7 separate regions of the Mus musculus genome follow, and regions 1, 2, 3, 4, 6 and 7 are each linked to region 5. A link is a contact called in public Hi-C and promoter capture Hi-C data. All regions are on one chromosome and are shown on one strand. The core of a region is the stretch at or near the end of the contact, and the rest is flanking DNA. Distances in the headings are between cores, read along the strand shown.

Region 1 (2,700 bases), core at 162-2,661, 910 kb before region 5:
ACTTAAGGCAGAAAATGTCAGATTGGACTTTTAAAAAATAAAGTATTTTGATGTTGTGTTTAGTAAGGAAGGTGTCCAGTCTGGAAAGACAACGGTTCAGTGGGTAAGGGTGCTTGCTTTGCAAGCTTGAAGACTTGAGGTCGAATTCTAGTACCCATGTAAACAACTGGATGTGGCCACATGCACCCGTGACCCAGGGAAAATTGCTGGCCACCAGACTAGTTCCAGGTTCAGTGAGAGACCATGCCTCAAAGGAATAAGGCAAAGAGCAGATAGATTAGAGGACCTGACATCCTCCTCTGGCCTCTAAGAACACAACATATAACCCCCCCCACACACACACACACACACACACACACGCACACACACACTATAATTTTTTTAAAGGCTTCCATTCTGCCACACCTTTGGGAAGCCCTCCTAAAACAGAATGATGAAGCAAAGTCCATGCAGTGCCTAAGTTTTAAAACTGTACGGACCCTAGTGGCCTAGCGCAGAGTGGCTCGACACCTTGTGGCTGTATTAGGAAATGCCCGTTGTTCTGTAACTAGAAGTTAACTGCCAGCAACTCTTGCTCTTTGAAGTTCTTGTAAAACAGGAAAGCTCCTCCCAACCCTCTAAAGCTGGTATGTTGGATGGTTTGAGTATTTGAAGCAATGAGCAGTCACAGGTGAAGAGATCTGTCACACTGTTTCGTGCTTCTGTGTAATCTTACAATACTGTGTCCTCCTGAGTAACATGCCATTATGTTACAAGCGCCTTTGAAACGTTTCCTTGATAAACATTTCTATCTCAGTGTTAGACTTCCAGAGCTTAAGAACCTAGTTGTTTAGGCATAGCGGAACGAGCCTATAATCGCAGCACTCTGGAAGGTCTTGAGTTCAGAGGTTTTCTGGGCTTTGTAGCAAGTTTGAGGCCAGCCTGTTCTACACAGTGAGATCAGAAAAATACAAAGCTAGGCTATACCCACTGCCGTATTGTCCATCAACAACATCTAGTGGGGATTCAGAGTTGAGCCTGGCCTAGGCTTTGTGAGGACCATGCATCCTCCAGTGTTGGAGATTTGCCATCCACTTACTGAAACTTATTTAAAAGGAAATGGAAGCTATTTACCTTTATTGAAACCAGTATTTGAAAAGCTCAGTTCCTACGGATAAAAATGAGCCCCCTTGTTCTCTCTCCTGTGTCACTGGGGAAGTCATGTTATCCTTGCGAAGGAAGTGACCCATGGTGAGGGAAGCCACCTACCAAGGGGATGTTTGTCTCCTTCCTCTGCACGCGCACCTGTATGAATATCCAGCCTTTAATGACGTGTCTTTCAGATTCATTCCTGAATCACCTCGTTGGTTATACTCCCAGGGTCGGCTGAGTGAGGCGGAAGAGGCTCTGTACTTCATTGCCAAGAGGAACCGCAAGCTCAAGTGTACATTCTCACTAACACACCCGGCCAACAGGAGCTACAGGGCAACTGGAAGCTTCCTGGATCTTTTCCGTTACCGGATCCTCCTAGGACATACCCTGATCCTGATGTTCATCTGGTAATTCTGAGAGATGTCATGGAATCTTCTATTTGAATGCTAAAGGTCTCTTGATTACCTGTTTATCAGGGTTACCTGCAGCCACAGGGCTGTAGACGGCTTACTCCAGTGTCAGTAAGAGGTTGCTTTATAAAAACCAAACCAAACCAAACCAAACCAAAACACCACGGCTTTTCACCTCGGTGCTTGCTGTGTGAACCCCTCTGCTCTCTTGGAAATGTTATTATCTCTGGCACTGATAGGTTTCCAGGGCTGAGCAAAACCAGCCATCAAGTCGGTAGATGAAGATGATGAAGGGTGAACACTCTGAGCCTGATTCTCACTTAGAGCATTCCAGCCTACCTCTCAGAATGCTTCTGGGTTAGTATAAGTGGCATCCAGAATTCTAGGTGGCTCCTTTTGAAGAGTGAAGTTTCAGAGAGACAATTACGTGGCTCCTGTCCCAGGGAATAAGTGGATGGTGAATGTCAAAGACCCAGGACTAGAGGTATGAAGGTTAAAGAGAACCCTTGAAAACCAAACCTGCAGTACAGTACCGATACTGCTGACTGGAGGTTCTTACTGCTTAGCAGCAAACACCTAGAGCACAGGAACTCAGAGATCTACCCAGCTGTGAGTTTGTTTGTCGCACACTCCATCAGCTGCTTTGGAGGAAGCTTCTACCTTAAAAGCTTATGTGTACGTGAGCATGCATGCAAGCGAGCATGCATGCCTATGTGTGTGTATATGTGCATGTATGTCTGTATGCGTGTATGTGTGTGTGTGTGTGTGTGTGATATAAGGAAGTGAAGGGCATTATACATATCAGGCCAAATGTCCTACTACTTTGTCTTTGAGCTATGTTATAGTCTGCCATGGACTGTTCCTTCATAGGCTAGGACACTTGGCCCACTTCTATGATTTTTGGTAGAGAGAGGAGTAAAGTATCCCCTTTGCCATGTGACTCCAGTGCAGCCACAACATACCAGGCTTTTCTAGGGAAAACAAAATAGAAGTAAATGAGCAACCTGTTTAGCAAGGCACTGGCCACTGTGAACTGCAACAGAGGATCGACCAGTGGAGCTGGAAAGCCCAGGTAATCTGTTGCTTGGGTAGGAACTCGTGGCTTACTAGCTATGTTCATACATCAGTAAAGGCCAGGCTCAGGGTTGTTAGGACCAGC
Region 2 (2,700 bases), core at 171-2,670, 870 kb before region 5:
ATAAATAAAATGTTGTGAATACTTTGGAAAGCAGACATTAAACATGTTATTGGTCCTCCAAATCTATTACATTTATCTATCTATTATTTCTATGTATGTGTGGATGCACACACGAGGCAGTTCACTCTTTCCTTCTACCATATGGGTCCTGGGAGGTGGGGAGAAATCGAACCCAGGTCCTCCGGCTCGGTGGCAGATGCTTATCTCTGCTGAGCCATCTCACCTGCCTGGTCCTTACAGATTGAATTGGGCTAAAGCTGGTTTCCATTTTTCAAACTGGCATGTTATAAAAAAAATGAGGATTTCTATTTCCTGAGGACGGAGGAAAGCCTGAGTTAACTAGGTCCCTCTTGGTGGCCTGGCACAGTGCTTCAGGCACACCCTTACCCAACAGACATTCGCTGACCTGTTGTCCCATTAACTAGAGATCTGTGTCTGCCGGTAAAGCCTGTTTTCCTCAGCCTGTCTGATAGGAGCTGCCAGAGCCTTCATCTGTGCCATAGCCCTGTGCTGTGGAACCTTACCAGTGCACTAGGAACCAGGCCATGCTACTCTAAGCTGTGTTCACACAACACACCAATCTTCAGATGTGGCTCTCCTGGGAATACATCTACAGGCAGCTGCCCTGAGTTCACAGTGCCTTTCCTTCTCTGGGTTCCTCCTATAGTTCAATTATTCAGAATTCCCTCTCCATACCTGGCAAGTATCTTTCCATCTTGGAGCAAGAGAAGTTTCCAGATACAACACTTGAATCTGTAGTACTGAGTGACTGAGACGGGACGGTGTTAGAGCAAGAATAGTGAAGGTGTGGGCATTTAATTCCAGAAACCCGGGGCAACTTTATTGTTATTGGGAAAGACCCTGCCGTAGGACAGGGACTATGCAGTAGTGATTCCAGCAAAAGCAGAAGTTAGGGTGAAAATAAAAGTATGTGTGTGGGGAAGGGAGTGAGTGTGGGGGTGGGGAGACTTCAGCAGAGTTGAAAGCAACATGGAAAGAGAATTCCCAAAGGCAGATTAGGGGGTAGAGCTTCTTGTTTCACTAGTGAAAAGCTGATGTGGTAGATTCGGAATGATGACTATAGTAACAGCAGTCAAGGGACAGAGATTCCCTTACCATTTCAGAGCATGTGCCGTAAAGAGAAGGGGATTTCCAGGACACGGAAAAGCAGGTGGAAAGTCAAGGCAGTCAGCGTGGAGGGGGATTCTGGGGACCTTTGTGGATCCTCAGTTTTTCAGGACTGGTATAAGACCTGGGATTGGCAGATGAAGCCTGGAGAAGGCCGCCCCAGCGCCTGGAGGAGGGAGGTGGGTGGGGTCTGATGTGGCTCTCCTTGGAGCTGTCTGGGAGGATATGCAAATTTGGGGCCGCGGGAGAGAGTGGAAGGGCTGGATTGGCTGCGGTTGAGCATTGAGGAGGCTGGCTTGGAGAGCTGCCTGTTTGAAAGCCTTGCTCAGACATGAACTGGACTGCCAGCTCTGTTGTCTGTCAGTCTTTCGGATCAAAGACGGTGATACTCACGAGCTTTAGGGAGATAAGGCTGCTGGGATATTTTCCCTCCTGGAGTAAAACTAGGCCCAACCAGTCAGACTGGGAACTTATTGTCGGTTTTCTAGGATGAGTTTTACTGGTAAAACTAGATGTGTCCTAGACTCTTAAGGGGCCTGTTTATACTGAGTATATTTTGAATGCCAACGTCCAAGTGGGAAATCACATTCTAAGGTCAGCAGGTGAGAGGCAGGACTCTCTGCCCTACTTTTCTCTGCGTGTATCTACCTGTTTGTATCTCTCTCTCTCTCTCTCTCTCTCTCTCTCTCTCTCTCTCTCTCTGTGTGTGTGTGTGTGTGTGTGTGTGTGTGTGAGAGAGAGAGAGAGGGGGGGGGGCAAGCTTGCCTCTGTATACACAAGTGTCTCTGTGAGTTCATGTATGTGTCTGTATTAGTGTGTGAGCGTGTGAGCTTACCTCTATATACACAAGTGTCTCTGTGAATGCATGTGGTGTGTGTGTGTGTGCCTGTGTCTGTGTGTGACTATGCGAGCATGTAAGCTTGCCTCTCTATACACAAGTGTCCCTGTGAGCTCAGGCTTTTCTAAATGTCACTCCTGGCCCTCATCTGATTGGCAAGCCTTGTGCCGGGCATGATGAAAAACCAGGCGGCTTGTTTGCAATTTCTTATTTGTTTATGGTAAGGAAGTAAATCAATTGCAGAATTTTCAGGAGTGGAGGGCCAAGGGATATTTACTGTCAACAAGGTAAGGACGGGGAGATGTAAGGTACTGGGCACCAAGGTGCACCTGGTGCCAGGACAACAGGATAAAGAAAAAAAAAAAAAAAACAGGATAAGTTCCAACTCGTTTTCATCACGTCTCCTTTTTAGTCTTTCTACAGTTCCCTGAAAGATGGCAGATGAATTCTTCCATGCTGGAAAGGAAAACTGCAGTGAGCAGGCAAGAAGAAGTCAAGTCTCTGGTCCACGTTCACAATTCCAGAGAAGTTTTATCCAGAGAGTAACGTTGCTGGGAAAGCTACCCACCAGATTTGTCCTCCATCGGGAAAGAAAGCAGAAGGTTGCTGCTATACTGGGGGTTGACCAAGAAGCCATGAAGTCTCTTCCAGAGGGAGACTTAGACCATTGCCTGCTGAGCAAGGTGAGCCAGGGCTGGCCTCTCCTGGGCACACCCTCTAACTCTCCATCCCAT
Region 3 (2,700 bases), core at 179-2,678, 780 kb before region 5:
CCATATTCTTTGCCTTTCAGTCAGGAGATAGCCACTGTTGGACTAGCCAGCAAACCACTCTAATAAATCTCGTGTGTGTGTGATGCTAACCCACAATATGGCGAAAACATTAGAAAAAAATCTATACACACACACACACACACACACACACACACACACACAGGGCTCAGCCATTGAATTTCTAACACTGTTACTGCTTCTTTTTCCAAGTCCCATTACAAATGCACAAAGCTGTTCAGGGTGGAAACCACAATTAACTCTTCATTGAAAATGTTCCCTGTGCATTTGCTGCTGGAGGAGGTATAGATATTTGGGGTTTGGGGCAAGTAAAGCCCAGCTGCCTGAGAGCCCATTTTCCTGCTGAAAAGCCCTTTTCTCTGGGAATGCCTCCTCCAGCTCAGATTAACAGCACTGGAAAATCACAAACGTGAGCAGGAACCAAGGGCAAACCATTGTCACATGACTAGCCAGTCATGGGGCCAGAACCCAAGGCCTGAGGATACAGGGTTCTCCTTCTTTTGATTTCTGCAACATGTCAGGTGACCCTCCTCGAGGCAATCTCAGAGGGTCATAGTGCCTCTCCCAGAGCTCAGGCAACCATGAACTTGCCTGAAACTTTTCCTGCATTCATTTTATGGTCACACTCAACTCCCTCTTGCGTATCTCATTCTCACTGAGAACAAAACATCATCTCCCTTCATTGAATCTAAATGTCCTCATGTTCTGAATGTCGCCGGGCCCTTGCTAGACCTAGTGCACAGGGCTTGCTGCTCCCTTTGCTGTAGCTGTCCCTTGGGAGCCTGGAGTCTCTCTCTCTCTCTCTCTCTCTCTCTCTCTCTCTCTCTCTCTCTCTCTCTCTCTCTCTCTCTCTCCCTCTCCCTCCCTCCCTCCCTCCCCCCCCCTCTCTCTCAGTGGCCCCTCTAATCCTTCGGCTTTCCAGACTGACGGAGATCTATGATGTCTGGAAGCAGGCCTGAGCCGATAAATATTGATGATGATTATGGAGCTGAATCATGAGAAAAGTTGCCTTTAAGTGGGATTTAAATTCTTGTCTTGAGTCTGAGATGTGGAATAAATCATTGTAAGCACAGTGTTGAGTGGAATAGATGAGTATGTTCCCTCCCCTTCCCCACCCTTCATACAGGGGTCGCCCAAGTTCTCTCCCACTTGTCCCTGTTCCCCTCTGGGTGCATGGTGTTTGTGTGCATGGTGGTGACATGGTGGTGGCATGGTGGCACTTTGCCCAGCCTGTTTGAGGATACTTGCTTGTTTAGAGACACTCATTCTCCTTTTAGGAGAAGCAGGATGGTTAATCTTCATTGTCAACTTGACAGGATTTAGAATCACCATGGAAACACATCTCCAAGTCTATGAACATGCTCCCAGAAAGAGGTAACAGAGAGGATGGCACCATCCTGTGGGGGTGGGGTCCCTAAAAAGGGAAAGGGAACTGAGTAGCAGCACCCCACCTCTCTCTGTGTCTTGCCTGCAGATGCTGTGTGAGCAACTGCCTTCTTCTGCATGCCTTCCTCACCATGATGGGCTGTGACCCTTCAAACTGTGAACCCCAATAAGCCCTTCTCCCCTTACAGTGCTTTTTTTGGGTGATGATTGGTCTTAGTATCAAGAAAAGTAACATATACAAAGGTGGAAGGAGAGAAGGAAGAGGTGTGGGGTGGGGGTTACCCCAATGTGCCAGGCACTGCCTAGCTTGCAATGGAGTCATTTCTCTTATTCTTTCAAAGAACCGGGGACTTTTTATACCAGTGAGGAAGCTGAGGCTCACAGAGATGGGTAACCTCGCCAGAATACGAGGATCAGCAATCTGGTCCCTTCCACTCTATAGGAGTGATTCCTTCCTCTGCCCATGGCAGTAGAGCTGTCTTGTAACTGCCTTGCCCCATGTTCCCTAGCTCCACAAGGAACCACCTCAGCCTCTGGCATTCCTCTCAGCCTCGGTGTTCCACCGCTCCCCTACTCTTCTTTCCCAGCAGGAATAAGACAGACAGGATGGCAGCAGTGACTCACAACTAGAAGAATAAAGTCTTAAATGGGGACAACCTAAGCTGGTATGAGCGTGACACTCTGACAAAGGAAGAATGTCCCCTGAGTTTTTGAAGGGCGTTGCTACCCACTGCTGTTAGAAAAAGGCTGCGGCACAGTAGGTGGGTGGGGCAGGAAGGAGAGCAAGGGTGGAGACCTTGGCACTCTCTCGGTTAGATCAAGGAACAAAGGGGATTAGAGGCTTGTCTGTGGTTATCCTTGGCCTGTTGGCAATGTTGACCAAACCCTGTGCTTTTTGCTCTCTATTTGCCCACCAGGTGATCCAGGCCTTTACATGTGACAAACATTTCTCCATCACTGCATCCTGAGCCACCCACCCAGATCCTAAATGGATAACCTGTGATGTGCATGAGGAAGCCAAGCACACAGCTTTGTGAATCAGTTGCATTCTCTCCAGGGTGGGCTCTTTGTCCCCAGTGGACTCTGACTTCCACAAAGACATGTGTCAGCCTGGTTCATCTTGCTTCTCCCTCAGGGTCTCCCTACTTCATGGCATGACCTGTAGACGAGAGAAGACACTGCGATGAGCACACCACTTGGGTGTTGTCAAACCAACCAGATAATGCCACCACGAAATCAGTGACTCCTTTCTCCTCTCCTCACTTCTGTGCATCAGTCTTCTGACAAGCCAATTAA
Region 4 (2,700 bases), core at 46-2,545, 780 kb after region 5:
GGTAATTTACCTTCTTTGTTCCCTAACTGTATAATGGTTTTTCAACCCAACCAATAAAGATAATGTGATGCTACAAATAAAATAGCAACCAAGAGGATAGAATAATCTTTTTATTTAGGAAATGTATCACCCAGAAAATCCTTATAGCAAGGGAAACATAATTTAATGAAAAATTTCTAGCAGCAAGTCAGTAGTCTATTAAATCTAAATTCTGTATATAAAATTGTGATACCTTGGGCAATAAATAACCACTACTGCTTTTTTCTTCTACCTTCTGGTATAGAAACATTAAAAGACACAGGGACAGTGAATGGGACTGACGACAGGCTCCAGTGCCATAAAGCCTATCATACGCAGTGCCTCTCCTCCCTTGTCAACCTTGTTACCAATGTATGGACTGCGTCTGCCCCTCATCCCCTGCCACAGGGAAAGCTTCTCTAGGTACAGGCTAAAGTCAGGATGGTTCCAGAGACAAAGACAGATGATCCGATCTTACGTGGGAAAGTCCACTTAAACCACAGAAAGAAATAGTAAAAAGATTCAGTCTTCAAGACTCATCAGCCTCAAATTCCCCCCAGCCCCATAAATGCATAAATGCCTGCTCTTTTCTGTCAGTGGACAGCCTGAGTTCCCTCTTGCTTCTCTCCTCTTCTTGTTCCAATGAAAACCTTTGCCTGTGAGTTTATGTCCAGTTTCTATTTCTATGTATAATCACAGGGGTAAGTTTCCTTGAACCTGCTACTAGTATCTCTCCCAACAGACTCACTGGCTACCGGATCAAGTTAAATAATGTCTATAAGTATACTCAGATATGTACTACATTAACACACCATAGCAACCAAGGCTGTACTTCCATTATTTATACACAAAGACTGGGTATGACACCAAACCTCTTTCAAAATGGTCAAAGTGAGAAGATTACAAATGAGTTTAGTTTACTACAAAACCCAGGGCTTCTAATAATTAAAGTCTCTAATGCCTATGATAAAAATCTTTGTCACATAAAATATCCTTTCAAAAATATTTACAAATGTCTGCTACTGCTTAGTATTAAAAATATAGAGGTAAAAACTATCTAAACAATTTCCAAAATGAACTAACTTGATGTCAACCACATCGTAGAGTTTCTTCAGGAAGTCGGAGTCCAGGTGATTGTAGTCGCTGGTCAGTGTGTGGAAATACACCAGCACATACTCCTTCACAGCAATGTGATCCATTACATGGATAAAATACAAGAGGGCCTGAGAGAAAGAACAAAGAACCTTTTCACAGGAGTTCACGCCACAGAGGTCAAGACAGGAAGCCCCTCCCCTAAGATTAATCTACAACTTCCTGGAGTTGTGTCGGAAAGAGCAGGTCGGTGAGAACAAGTTCTCTCAGAAAGTGAATCCCAGCATTTAGTGACTCTCAAAGGCTGTGGCACAGTCCTTTTCTGTGATGCTCTAAGAAAGAGGAAAATTAACCTTTGGCCTCTGAAATAAATCTTCAGATACCAGGAAGAGCTCTTGGATCAACTACCAGGTTTCTCCCATCTAGGACAATGATGTCAAAACATTTAGAATTAAGGTTTAGTACTTCTTTTCATTTTAATAAAATCTCTAATTCTTGAAGTTTCTGTTTGCATTCCATCAAGATCTCTACGTTGTTGATCAGACAGACTCAGGGCAAGCCACAGAGCACACGATGTGTGCAGCCACTCCTTCCATGCTCTCACAGAAGCTCATTTTCTTAGCACTTTTAATGCTTATCTGAATGAGCAAAGTGGCAGCCTTTGTGGGCGGCTGGTAACACAGTGGGTAATGCTTCTAGAACTCGAGGATGATCTAATATGACCCTGTTTGGTTAGGGATGTATTCTATTTTAAGAAATCTAAGAGAGACACTAAAAACGAAATGAGAAATATAACCCAAGCACTGGGCTGATGTGACCCAGGGTTTCGGCTGTAAACAACTGCAAAGGGGGAGCTAAGTTACACCAACTGAAGGGATTCATCAACCAGGCTGTTTTCCAATTCCTCCTCAGCACAGTCCTTGGCATTAACATGGATTAGAGACAAACTGCAGGCACAGTAGGCAGAGGACATTAAGAACAGTCGCTTTGTTAATGCTTAAACCTCACAATAAGTCTCATTTTTTAAAATACAAAACGACATATCATTTTATCTGGAATGCTACTCAGCAAAATCAAATGCAGGGTTATGTGTTCTTATTGGTGTAAGTCATACTGCTGATGGTAAGAGTGCACGTCACACAGACTATCAAGAACACAGAGAGCTACATGCAGAATCATACAGTTATAATTCTTACCAGATGAGTCTTTCCTCTTTGTGAATAAGTTTATCCCTAATATTCCCACTGTTCCTCTTATCAGACTAGCTCTTTGTTCTTTTTATCCATTTTTTTACTATTACACTTAAGCAAACTAGGACACTCCTTTTGGCTTCAAATTCTCTATCTTTAAGTTATTCTATTGTTATTTATAGGGCTGGTCAATAAGAAAAACCCGTGGAAGACAAATTCTCCTCAAAACAGGAAAACCCCCTTCTTAAGAAAAAGATTAATTGTATTTTTAATCATGTGTGTGTGTGTATGTGCATATCTGTGCACATATGAGTACACCATGTATATAGGAGCACACAAAGTGGCATCAAGAGTCCTCTATAACTCAGAGAGGTATACAATTGTGGGTCACCCAATGTGG
Region 5 (2,700 bases), core at 81-2,580:
TTCATCTCTCTCTCAAGCTCTCCGGGGTTTGCTGCTGACTCCATTCATCTTGACATTTATATACTATTTTATATTTATTTAAGCATTAGGTAGAGGCTAGTTCAGCTTCTTCCACTCAGTAAGCCCCTTGTGGTTAGAACAGTTGCTTTAAATGTATGCATTAAATGAACTTTATATTTCTCAAACACCTACTCCTCTTGGGACACCAAAAAAGCTATTTAGTAAGAACTGCTTAATTCATAAATGATACCTCGGGACTGTCTGGACTCTGAACTCCTAAAACATTTACAGCCTCCATATAGCCCAGACTTCTTAGACATTGCAGCTTTTCTGTCCTCATAGCAGTTGTGTGTGCCACTCCAAGACACATGATCTTCAACTGCTGAAATATGAAGTCATGGCTATTGCAGCCAAGCTCCGATAGTCATTCCTCACCTTCTGCTCACTGAAAGAATCCATTACAAGTTCTTTCCTTTCCTTTTCTTTCTTTTTTTTTTTCTTTTTGGTTTTTCGAGACAGGGTTTCTCTGTGTAGCCCTGGCTGTCCTGGAACTCACTTTGTAGACCAGACTGGCATTGAACTCAGAAATCTGCCTGCCTCTGCCTTCCAAGTGCTGGGATTAAAGGCGTGCGCCACCATGCGTCACTCTCGGTTTTTTAAAAGTACAAATGCAAAATAAGTTCAAAAGGTTTGACAATGCAAAACACACAATGTAAAATTAGTAAGCACGCAAGGTCTTGTATTGCCCTCAGGTTCTTCTCTCAGACCCAGGGCGTCCACACCAGGCGGTCCTTAGAACCTCACCAGGGGAAGGCAGCCTAAGACTCAAAGAGCGCGGAACCTGGAACTGAGATCTGTGCAGATGTTCAATCTTTGGTGACCCCGTGGACGCCCTGCACTCATTTAAAGGTTGCCCGGGGTCCTAAGGGAGTCTTTGTGCTTATTACAGACTATGCAGTAGATTCCCAAAGTTTTAAGGGATGCTCCCGCCTTTTGGCCGCCTCAAGTTGAAGTGTTCCCGCCCACAGTGGCTGCTTCCCGAGCAGGCAAGCGGCTCTGGCTCCCTCTGGGTCTAGTGGTTCCTCTGGAGTCTCCCAAGCTCAGCCTCGTCCACTTCTCTCCAAGTCCTGCTTTCCCCAAGCCAGGGAGCATGCCGGCGTCCTCACTGGAGCTCAGCCACGCCTCCTCACTCCAAGTTTGATTTCAGAGCGCGCCAAGCCTGAGGGAGACTGTAATTGGTTGAAAGTGAGAGACTCTCCCGCTTGATTGGTGGAGTGTTGTGGTGGGCGGGACGGGGCGGAGTCAAAGACGGAAACCCGGCGGGCCAGGGCTTCCTGGCTGCGGTATGGACCTGGTTAAGTGTCCGGAGCACGGTAAGGCCTCAGTCTCGGGATTTCCCTCCCGGGGACTGTGGGACTGGCTTGGAGTGGCCGATGCTGACCTTCTTGTTTCCTCAGGGGACGCCTGCTTCTTAAAGACCGGCGTCCGCGATGGCCCGAATAAGGGAAAGAGCTTCTACGTGTGCCGGACGAACACATGCGGCTTCGTGCAGGCCACCGAGTGAGTCTCCAGCCCGGCCCGGTTACACGGAGTGACCCAGCCTGGTCACTTCAGCTGCCTTGGGACGCGGACTCACCCACACTCCGATCCTTCTAGAGTCTGCTTCAAGTTTCTAGGCACCTGTCTGGCCTTACTTAGCCACTCCCCTTTGCCCCGGCATCCTTTCTGCTCCCTCTAAAAAGTGTAAACAAACAGTGGACATGGGAATTAATTTGCTAGTCTTGTACCAATTTTAGGTCGCCATTTAAATTTTACGTTTAAGGTTAAAACATGTTAATTAGACACAAGCTTTTCTCCTTCATCTAGTGGCATGACGTTAACAACCCAGAGAGAGCCAGAGTCTTTAGGGCAGTGTTTCTCAACCTGCGGGTCACGACCTTCAGGATCTAAGGACGCTTTCACAGGGGTTGCATTTCAGTTATCCTGCAAATCAGATATTTTTACATTGCGATTCAAAACGGCAAAAATTACAGTTATAAAGTAGCAATGGGAATGATTTTATGATTGGGGTCACCATAACTGTTGTAACGGGTATTAGGAAGGTTGAGAACCGCTGCTGTAGGGAGTTAGTGCTGAAAGAAACATCAGAGGTTGATGTGGATCGCAGGTTCTGCAGATGTGAAAGCTGAGACCTAGAAACCTCAAGCATCTTGTCTAAAGTGAGGAAAGTCAAGTGTGACAATCTTTTTTTTTTTTTTTTTTTTTCCCAGACAGGGTTTCTCTGTATAGCCCTGGCTGTCCTGGAACTCACTCTGTAGACCAGGCTGGCCTCGAACTCAGAAATCCGCCTGCCTCTGCCTCCCAAGTGCTGGGATTAAAGTCGTGCGCCACCACCGCCCGGCAAGTGTGACAATCTTAACATACCGGGTGTTGACATTCTCGAAGTGAAATTACACTGTGGTGTCATTTAACATTTCTCCCTGCTCTCTATTCAGCTGGACTTTGTAGAGCATGGTTATTTTTTTTTCAGTATCATAGCTATACTAATATACTAATGAATATTAGTAATATACTAATGAATAGTAGTACTGGAATAACTTGTATGATTTGTGTCTCCACTTTGTACCAGAATTTACTATTTATTTCTAGAAATATTATATAGATAATGTTTCTAAATATACTGAGATTTGGTACCCTGCT
Region 6 (2,700 bases), core at 29-2,528, 740 kb before region 5:
TCAGCCCCCAGGGGGGCTCCCCAGCCGCTCCTTGTCCCAGGGCCGTGGCCATGTGGGGATGCAGACTGGAGAGCCCCAGGCCTGAGTACAGAGCTGAGAACACAGGATAGGGACACTCTCTCAGCAAAGGAAAGAACCGGAAGTGGACGTGGTTGCTGAACACTCCGGTCCTAGTGGCCTAAGTCAGATTGGGGTGTTGTAGGGGAAAGATAAACTCCAATATACCCACAGCTAGAAGAGTGGCCATGCGACTCTAGGCTCCGCTGTCTCTGAATTCTCCCTTCGCTTGGCTCTTTTCTTTTGCCTCCCCATCTGCTTGACCCTACCCAAGCGCACAGCCCAGAGGGAGAAACCCCTTGCCTGCTGCCCAGCCCACCCACGCACGCAGGCACGGACGCACGCACGCACACACGCACGCAGGCACATGTACATGTGGATGCTTAGGGATGGACTCCAAGCACTTCCTTTGTGAATTGGGTTATAGTTGTCTGTTGAAGATGATCTTAGCTTTTGGAAGAAGTAAGCATGTAGATTTCTGTCTCAGGAAAACGATTGCCACGCCTCATCAACTGCCTCCTTCAGCTTGGAATCACAACCCTTTGGCTCTACTCTTTCAGATAGAAGAACTCTCAGCTCTAGTCCAGGGGCTCTAAACCTTCCTACTGCTGCAACCTTACAGTTGCTCGTGTTGCAGTGACCCCCAACCATAAAATCATTTTCATTGATTTTTTTTTTATAACTGTAATTTTGCTACTGTTACAAATCGCAACGTAAATATCTGATATTCATGATATCTGATACACAGCACCCCTCCCTGCCCCCACGGCTTCTCTAGTCACTCTTCCTAAGTGTCAATTACACCTTCTGCCCTACACTGCTCCCTAGAGTTACACTCTGGTCTTCTCCAAAGACGATTGTTCAGGAGAAGTCATTTCCAAGCAGGTACCCAGGTGTGGACCCCAGTCATGCTTTCTGGAGGGGACCGCTACGTTAGGAGAAAGGAAGACTTTCAAAGGGGCGGGGCGGCCGATCAGAGTAGAATAAAAACCCTTTCCTTTAAACGAAGGATTTTACCTTCTCAGAGAAAGGCTGTTAACCACGAAGAGGATTGGCTGCTCGGTTCCTCAGACCTCTTCCTGGGCCGCTCATTTCCTCTGGGTTCACCATTTTCCAACTCACCTCACCCCAAATGACCCTGCCACTGATCCCCCTGAAGGCAGGGCCTGGGCCGCCCTGTTCCTTCAGGCCCCAGAGCCTCTGCGGCCTAATTACCAGCCAGGAGGAGCCTGCATCCCCACCCAGCTGGAGGCCAGCTGCAGGAGAGAGGAGGATTGAGACATTTCCCTTTCTTCTGAGGCCTTGTTAGTTCTTCCTGCTGGTGATTAGCCAGTTATTTTTAGCTCCATCTAAGCACCCTGGTTAGTATTCAGGGCTGCTTTAGACAGGTCGGGGGTCACGCTCCTCCATGATAAGGCTTTGATTCCAATTGGTCCCCGCAGATGTGGATAAATTAACTGGAGGACCATCCTGTCACTCCCCAGGTGTTTTCTTCTCGTCCCCGACACCCCTCCCCAACACTGGCTTGGATCCAAAAAACCGTGAGGCCAGCCATAAAGGCTTACTGCAGGGATCTGGGCAAAGAGTAATTCAGAGGCCCTTTTGAGGCGTCCAGGCAGCTCCACGGAGGGAGGAAATCAAGGTTTGGATCTGGGCTGTGACTAGCTGATTCTGAGACACTAGGCAAGAGATTTACCTTCACTGAGCTGGAAATGGTGTGTCTGGGTCAACTGGCCCATTAATTCTTTCCAGTACCAAGGTGCTGTAGAATTTGTGAGTCTGAAACAGAAGCTAGACCTGAAAAACACGGCTCAGCTTCAGACCATCTTGAAACAGTTTCAGACCATCTTGAAATAGATGGGGCACCTTTTCCTCTTTTGCTTGAATCCCTGTTCGTCCCTCACCCCTCCTACCCCCACCCCAAACTATCCAGGAATGAAGCCCTGTATTTTCACCCTGTAGTCCTGCTGCTGCCTCCCACCTCCCACTTCTCTCCTGATCTTCCTGGGCCAGGGGGCAGAGGTAACCCCAATGCATGCTGGGAGATAGAGCCACCACAGTGCAATCTGCGTAATGTGGAGGAAGCCAGGGGCAGTGAGAAAGTCTAATTTTATCCCATTTAATCATGAAAGAGTGATGACTCTGAATTATGACTCTTTCTTTACTTCCATAAGCCAGCACAGTCCCTAGGCCACAAAGGGATGTATGGACTGTCATTTAGCCAAAGCTCACCTTTCTTAGGTTGCATCTAACTGACCAGCCATATTCCCAAATACTTCATGTCCTCTTGCCTTGACTTACAACATGAGCAGACTAGCAGCTGTCTGGTTGGGGTGTAGTATGCAAGCACGAATAGTGCTTTGCAATAGCATCACTATCTCCCCTCTTTAGACATTAATACTTAAGCTTATATGAAGGAACTTCCATGAGCCCACATTGCTATATATGAATCTGAGAACAGAACCATACAAACAGGTCTCAGAGGCCAATATTCAAGTTCTCAGCCATTTACTCTACAACTTCTGGTATAGTAGATATACCTTGATATATGTATGCATCCCTGAGAGGTATAGTATATATACCCTGATATATGTATACATCCCTGAGAGTTGTCTTGCCTTTGTTTTTTTGTTGTTTTTGTTT
Region 7 (2,700 bases), core at 24-2,523, 950 kb before region 5:
ATTCATCTTTTGTGGCCACCACACTGGCTGCTTCCAACCCTGCCATAGTCAACATTGTATCATTTTATTACAATAATTAGGTAGATGACCACTAAAGGGCAGTTATAAACAGCAGACATAATTAATGGGAAATTGTGGAAGCACAACAAGAATGCTTGCAAGACAAGGGGACCTCCTGGTCATCCATTATACTCTGTATTATATTCAGGGGATGGTTCGTTTTAACGATCAAAACCTAGCCTCGGCTGGGAAGGAAGTTCCCATTCACTCAGTGAGGAGCAGTCTAGAGTAGGTTGGCCCTGGACATGCTTCTGAGGGAATTTGTTTAAAAACTGGGTTGTTAGAAAGCCCCCCCCCCCCATATGTGTGAGGCCATTTCATAGGTTGGGCCCTAGTCTGAACGAATGAGTGAGGGAACTAGCTGATCACTGGTGAGCGCATCCATCACATCACTGCCCTCTGTTCTTGTCTGTGGATGCCATGTTACTAGCTGCTTAAGTTCCTGGTGCCTCGACTTCCCAGCAATGATGGGCTCTGAGAGAAACTGTGAGCCAAATAAACTCCACCCCCCCCCCCGCCCCCAAGTTTCTTCTGTCATGCTATTATCACACCAACAGAAAGCAAAGGTAAACTTAGCGATAGTTTAGATTAGTAGTTCTCAACCTTCCTAATGCAGTGACTCTCTAACACAGTTCCTCGTGTTGTGGTGACCCCCTAACCATAAAAATAATTTTTTGTTATTGCATAACTGTAATCTTGCTACTGTTATGAATTGTAATGTAAATATCTGATATCTGACCCTTGTGAAAGGGTCTTTGGTCCTGACCCACATGTTGAGATATGCTGGTTTAGATACTTGCAATAGTTTAAAAACAAAACAGGATTAGGTGTGGGGCCACTAGTAATCTGTCCCCACACTTCTTCAGCCCTGTGCCAAACTCCATTGACAGACCTTGGCAACCATGACCCCCTGCCCTTGTCCCTTGTCCCTTGTCCGTGGGCCTAGTGGGCACTACTAAGTGGATGTCTCGAGGCGCGGAGCTTACATCTGACCCTGTGTACCTAAAGCAAGACAAAGGAGGAAGGGGACAGATGCCTCCCGGCCCTCTTCTCGGAAGGCTCTAGAGCTCTGAGCGCCCCCGCATTCCACCGCTTTGTGCGAAGGGGCGAACCCCGCGGGACACGGCGTGGAGCTGCCGGCCCCTCCCGTGAGTCGCCCTGGCCGCCCGCGCCGCACCCACTTCCTCTTTCCCTTCCGCGCGCCAGCCAACCGCTCGCCAAAAATTCCTGTCACTTCTGACAGGAAGCGGGGAGGCCGCGCCGGGGCGACCAGCATCGCATCTCCGCCGCGACCCCGGACCCGGTCGTCTGCAGGGTCCCGCCTGCGCCTGGGCCCCAGCCCCGCCCGGTTCTCCACCCCCGGCTCGGCCCAGTCCTCTGTCCCCGCCTCGGCCGCGGTCCGCCCGGTCCTCCTTCCCGGTCCCTGCCGCTCGGCCCTCCGTCCCCGCCCGGCTCAGTCCTCGGTCGCTCCGTCGCCCGATCTTCAGCCACCGCGCAGCCAGGTCCTCCGTCGCGGTGGCGGCCGGGTCCTCGGGCGCGAGCCCGCCATGGAGGTGGAGGAGGCGTTCCAGGCGGTGGGCGAGATGGGCCTCTATCAGATGTACTTGTGCTTCCTGCTGGCTGTGCTGCTGCAGGTGAGTCCCCGGCTCCCCGCGGCCCCCGGGGCGCTCTCAGCTCAGGCTGGCCCCAGGTGTGGCGCGAGAGCGCAGGGAGGGAGGGGGCGGGCGGGCGCCGCGCGGTGGCGGGCCAGCCACTGAGCTCTCCCAGGCTGTCACCCAGAGCCTGGCACTGACACTTCGCCACCAGAGCTAGTTGAAAGATGAAACCCATTACCCGGGATCAAAAGGATTCGGCACCCTAACCCCTTACAGAGTGAGACAGAGAAAGCATGGACAACCTGCCCACAAAAGATCAGGTCTAGCTAGTATGGCCTCCTTCAGCCCTCTCTGAGATTGAGGGAGGCTTCCTATTAAAGGGGCTTTCCATCCACGGGAATTTATTTCTCTCTAGTTAAAGTTCTACTGGGTTATTAAGCTCCGAGGCCAGCTTTGGTCTAGGGAAATGATACCATCCACACAGTGTGGTTCATTGTATTGAATTCTCAGAAACCAGCTGCACACCTCAACCTAAAACTCTTGATTTTAGGAGTCCTTGGGCTCTTTAAGAGGTTCATTCTTGTAGTCCTAGCACTATGGAAACTGAGGCAGGAGAAGGATGGCTCTTCTTCTAGGCAAATTCAAAGCCAGCCTGAGCAGCTCAGATTGTCCCTAGGAAGCAGGTCAGTCAGTGGTAAAGCCCTAGATGTGCAAGGCTCTGGGTTTGATCCCTACCACCAGGGCCAGAAAATGAAGCTAGCTCCCTGTCCCGGAGGCTTGCAATCCTGGGATGAAGTGGTCTGTGACACTGACACTGTGAGGCTGACAGCTGAGCTAAGTAAGTTAAGGTATTATTGCAAGGGAAGTACTGGCTGGCCGCGGTTATAACCAGAGCCCACAAGTTGCTTCAACGTTGTGTTGATGCTGCAGCAGGAAGAGAGGCAGTAAGGTAAAACTTAATCTACTGATTCTCTTTCCCCATTAAAATCTTCAGTTGACTTCAGCACCAGGCAGAACATCGGTTCAAGTGGTGATACTTGGAAGC

Evidence for each region. Promoter capture Hi-C pulls out the DNA fragments that hold promoters and counts their contacts. Hi-C and Micro-C count contacts between places; a contact is called where the count stands out from the background. Capture Hi-C pulls out chosen DNA fragments and counts their contacts.
Region 1: a promoter capture Hi-C map of liver shows a contact between it and region 5, with 2.4 times the contacts expected there. The contact joins the enhancer-like site here to the promoter of Ttf2 in region 5. A contact is called at or near these places in 5 of 39 promoter capture datasets (the C10 cell line, hippocampal neurons, liver and 1 more), 4 of 115 datasets of contacts at active chromatin or transcription factors (bone marrow-derived macrophages, differentiating embryonic stem cells, double positive thymocytes and 1 more) and 2 of 9 other capture datasets (adipose tissue and liver).
Region 2: a promoter capture Hi-C map of hippocampal neurons shows a contact between it and region 5, with 11 times the contacts expected there. The contact joins the promoter of Mab21l3 here to the promoter of Ttf2 in region 5. A contact is called at or near these places in 19 of 39 promoter capture datasets (the 3T3-L1 cell line, 3T3-L1-derived adipocytes, the HPC-7 cell line and 12 more), 1 of 15 datasets of contacts at CTCF or cohesin (embryonic stem cells), 4 of 484 Hi-C or Micro-C datasets (bone marrow-derived dendritic cells, cerebellum, frontal cortex and 1 more), 10 of 115 datasets of contacts at active chromatin or transcription factors (bone marrow-derived macrophages, embryonic basal ganglia, embryonic forebrain and 6 more) and 2 of 9 other capture datasets (embryonic stem cells and liver).
Region 3: a Hi-C map of cortical neurons shows a contact between it and region 5. The contact joins the enhancer-like site here to the promoter of Ttf2 in region 5. A contact is called at or near these places in 1 of 39 promoter capture datasets (stem cell-derived epiblast-like cells) and 1 of 484 Hi-C or Micro-C datasets (cortical neurons).
Region 4: a promoter capture Hi-C map of second pharyngeal arch cranial neural crest shows a contact between it and region 5, with 4 times the contacts expected there. The contact joins the enhancer-like site here to the promoter of Ttf2 in region 5. A contact is called at or near these places in 6 of 39 promoter capture datasets (the C10 cell line, the HPC-7 cell line, HPC-7-derived erythroid cells and 3 more), 1 of 15 datasets of contacts at CTCF or cohesin (large pre-B cells), 4 of 484 Hi-C or Micro-C datasets (B cells, cortical neurons, microglia and 1 more) and 2 of 115 datasets of contacts at active chromatin or transcription factors (embryonic stem cells and large pre-B cells).
Region 6: a promoter capture Hi-C map of embryonic stem cells shows a contact between it and region 5, with 11 times the contacts expected there. The contact joins the enhancer-like site here to the promoter of Ttf2 in region 5. A contact is called at or near these places in 4 of 39 promoter capture datasets (cranial neural crest, embryonic stem cells, hippocampal neurons and 1 more), 3 of 115 datasets of contacts at active chromatin or transcription factors (large pre-B cells, memory CD8 T cells and pancreatic cancer cells) and 2 of 9 other capture datasets (adipose tissue and embryonic stem cells).
Region 7: a contact with region 5 is called in a promoter capture Hi-C map of adipose tissue, with 2.8 times the contacts expected there. The contact joins the promoter of Slc22a15 here to the promoter of Ttf2 in region 5. A contact is called at or near these places in 3 of 39 promoter capture datasets (the C10 cell line, liver and pre-B cells), 1 of 484 Hi-C or Micro-C datasets (natural killer cells), 1 of 115 datasets of contacts at active chromatin or transcription factors (pancreatic cancer cells) and 1 of 9 other capture datasets (adipose tissue).

Annotation. Positions count from the first base shown.
Region 1 is chr3:101,878,847-101,881,546 of GRCm38.p6, reverse strand. It overlaps Slc22a15 (solute carrier family 22 (organic anion/cation transporter), member 15), which reads left to right. Exons shown (of 12, transcript NM_001039371.2): 6 at 1,323-1,538. Among named protein-coding and RNA genes, the nearest start is that of Mab21l3, 44 kb to the right of the region's middle. Within about 2 kb of position 1,411, at least 5 of the 459 cell types and tissues checked have an H3K27ac peak or open chromatin away from gene starts, as enhancers often do. A contact at or near this core is called in double positive thymocytes, where this site is marked.
Region 2 is chr3:101,834,943-101,837,642 of GRCm38.p6, reverse strand. It overlaps Mab21l3 (mab-21-like 3), which reads left to right and starts at 1,420. Exons shown (of 7, transcript NM_172295.4): 1 at 1,420-1,722; 2 at 2,379-2,649. The coding sequence starts at 2,401. Gm33381 (a long non-coding RNA gene) reads right to left here. Exons shown (of 3, transcript XR_003954538.1): 3 at 2,224-2,700.
Region 3 is chr3:101,747,864-101,750,563 of GRCm38.p6, reverse strand. No RefSeq gene overlaps it. Among named protein-coding and RNA genes, the nearest start is that of Gm33309, 12 kb to the right of the region's middle. Within about 2 kb of position 1,428, at least 30 of the 459 cell types and tissues checked have an H3K27ac peak or open chromatin away from gene starts, as enhancers often do. A contact at or near this core is called in cortical neurons, where this site is marked.
Region 4 is chr3:100,193,031-100,195,730 of GRCm38.p6, reverse strand. It overlaps Gdap2 (ganglioside-induced differentiation-associated-protein 2), which reads right to left. Exons shown (of 14, transcript NM_010269.3): 11 at 1,102-1,241. Among named protein-coding and RNA genes, the nearest start is that of Gdap2, 32 kb to the right of the region's middle. Within about 2 kb of position 1,295, at least 16 of the 459 cell types and tissues checked have an H3K27ac peak or open chromatin away from gene starts, as enhancers often do. A contact at or near this core is called in second pharyngeal arch cranial neural crest, where this site is marked.
Region 5 is chr3:100,968,293-100,970,992 of GRCm38.p6, reverse strand. Ttf2 (transcription termination factor, RNA polymerase II) reads left to right here and starts at 1,330. Exons shown (of 23, transcript NM_001013026.2): 1 at 1,330-1,373; 2 at 1,458-1,560. The coding sequence starts at 1,346.
Region 6 is chr3:101,710,594-101,713,293 of GRCm38.p6, reverse strand. No RefSeq gene overlaps it. Among named protein-coding and RNA genes, the nearest start is that of Gm33309, 26 kb to the left of the region's middle. Within about 2 kb of position 1,278, at least 128 of the 459 cell types and tissues checked have an H3K27ac peak or open chromatin away from gene starts, as enhancers often do. A contact at or near this core is called in adipose tissue, embryonic stem cells and memory CD8 T cells, where this site is marked.
Region 7 is chr3:101,923,026-101,925,725 of GRCm38.p6, reverse strand. It overlaps Slc22a15 (solute carrier family 22 (organic anion/cation transporter), member 15), which reads left to right and starts at 1,273. Exons shown (of 12, transcript NM_001039371.2): 1 at 1,273-1,694. The coding sequence starts at 1,608.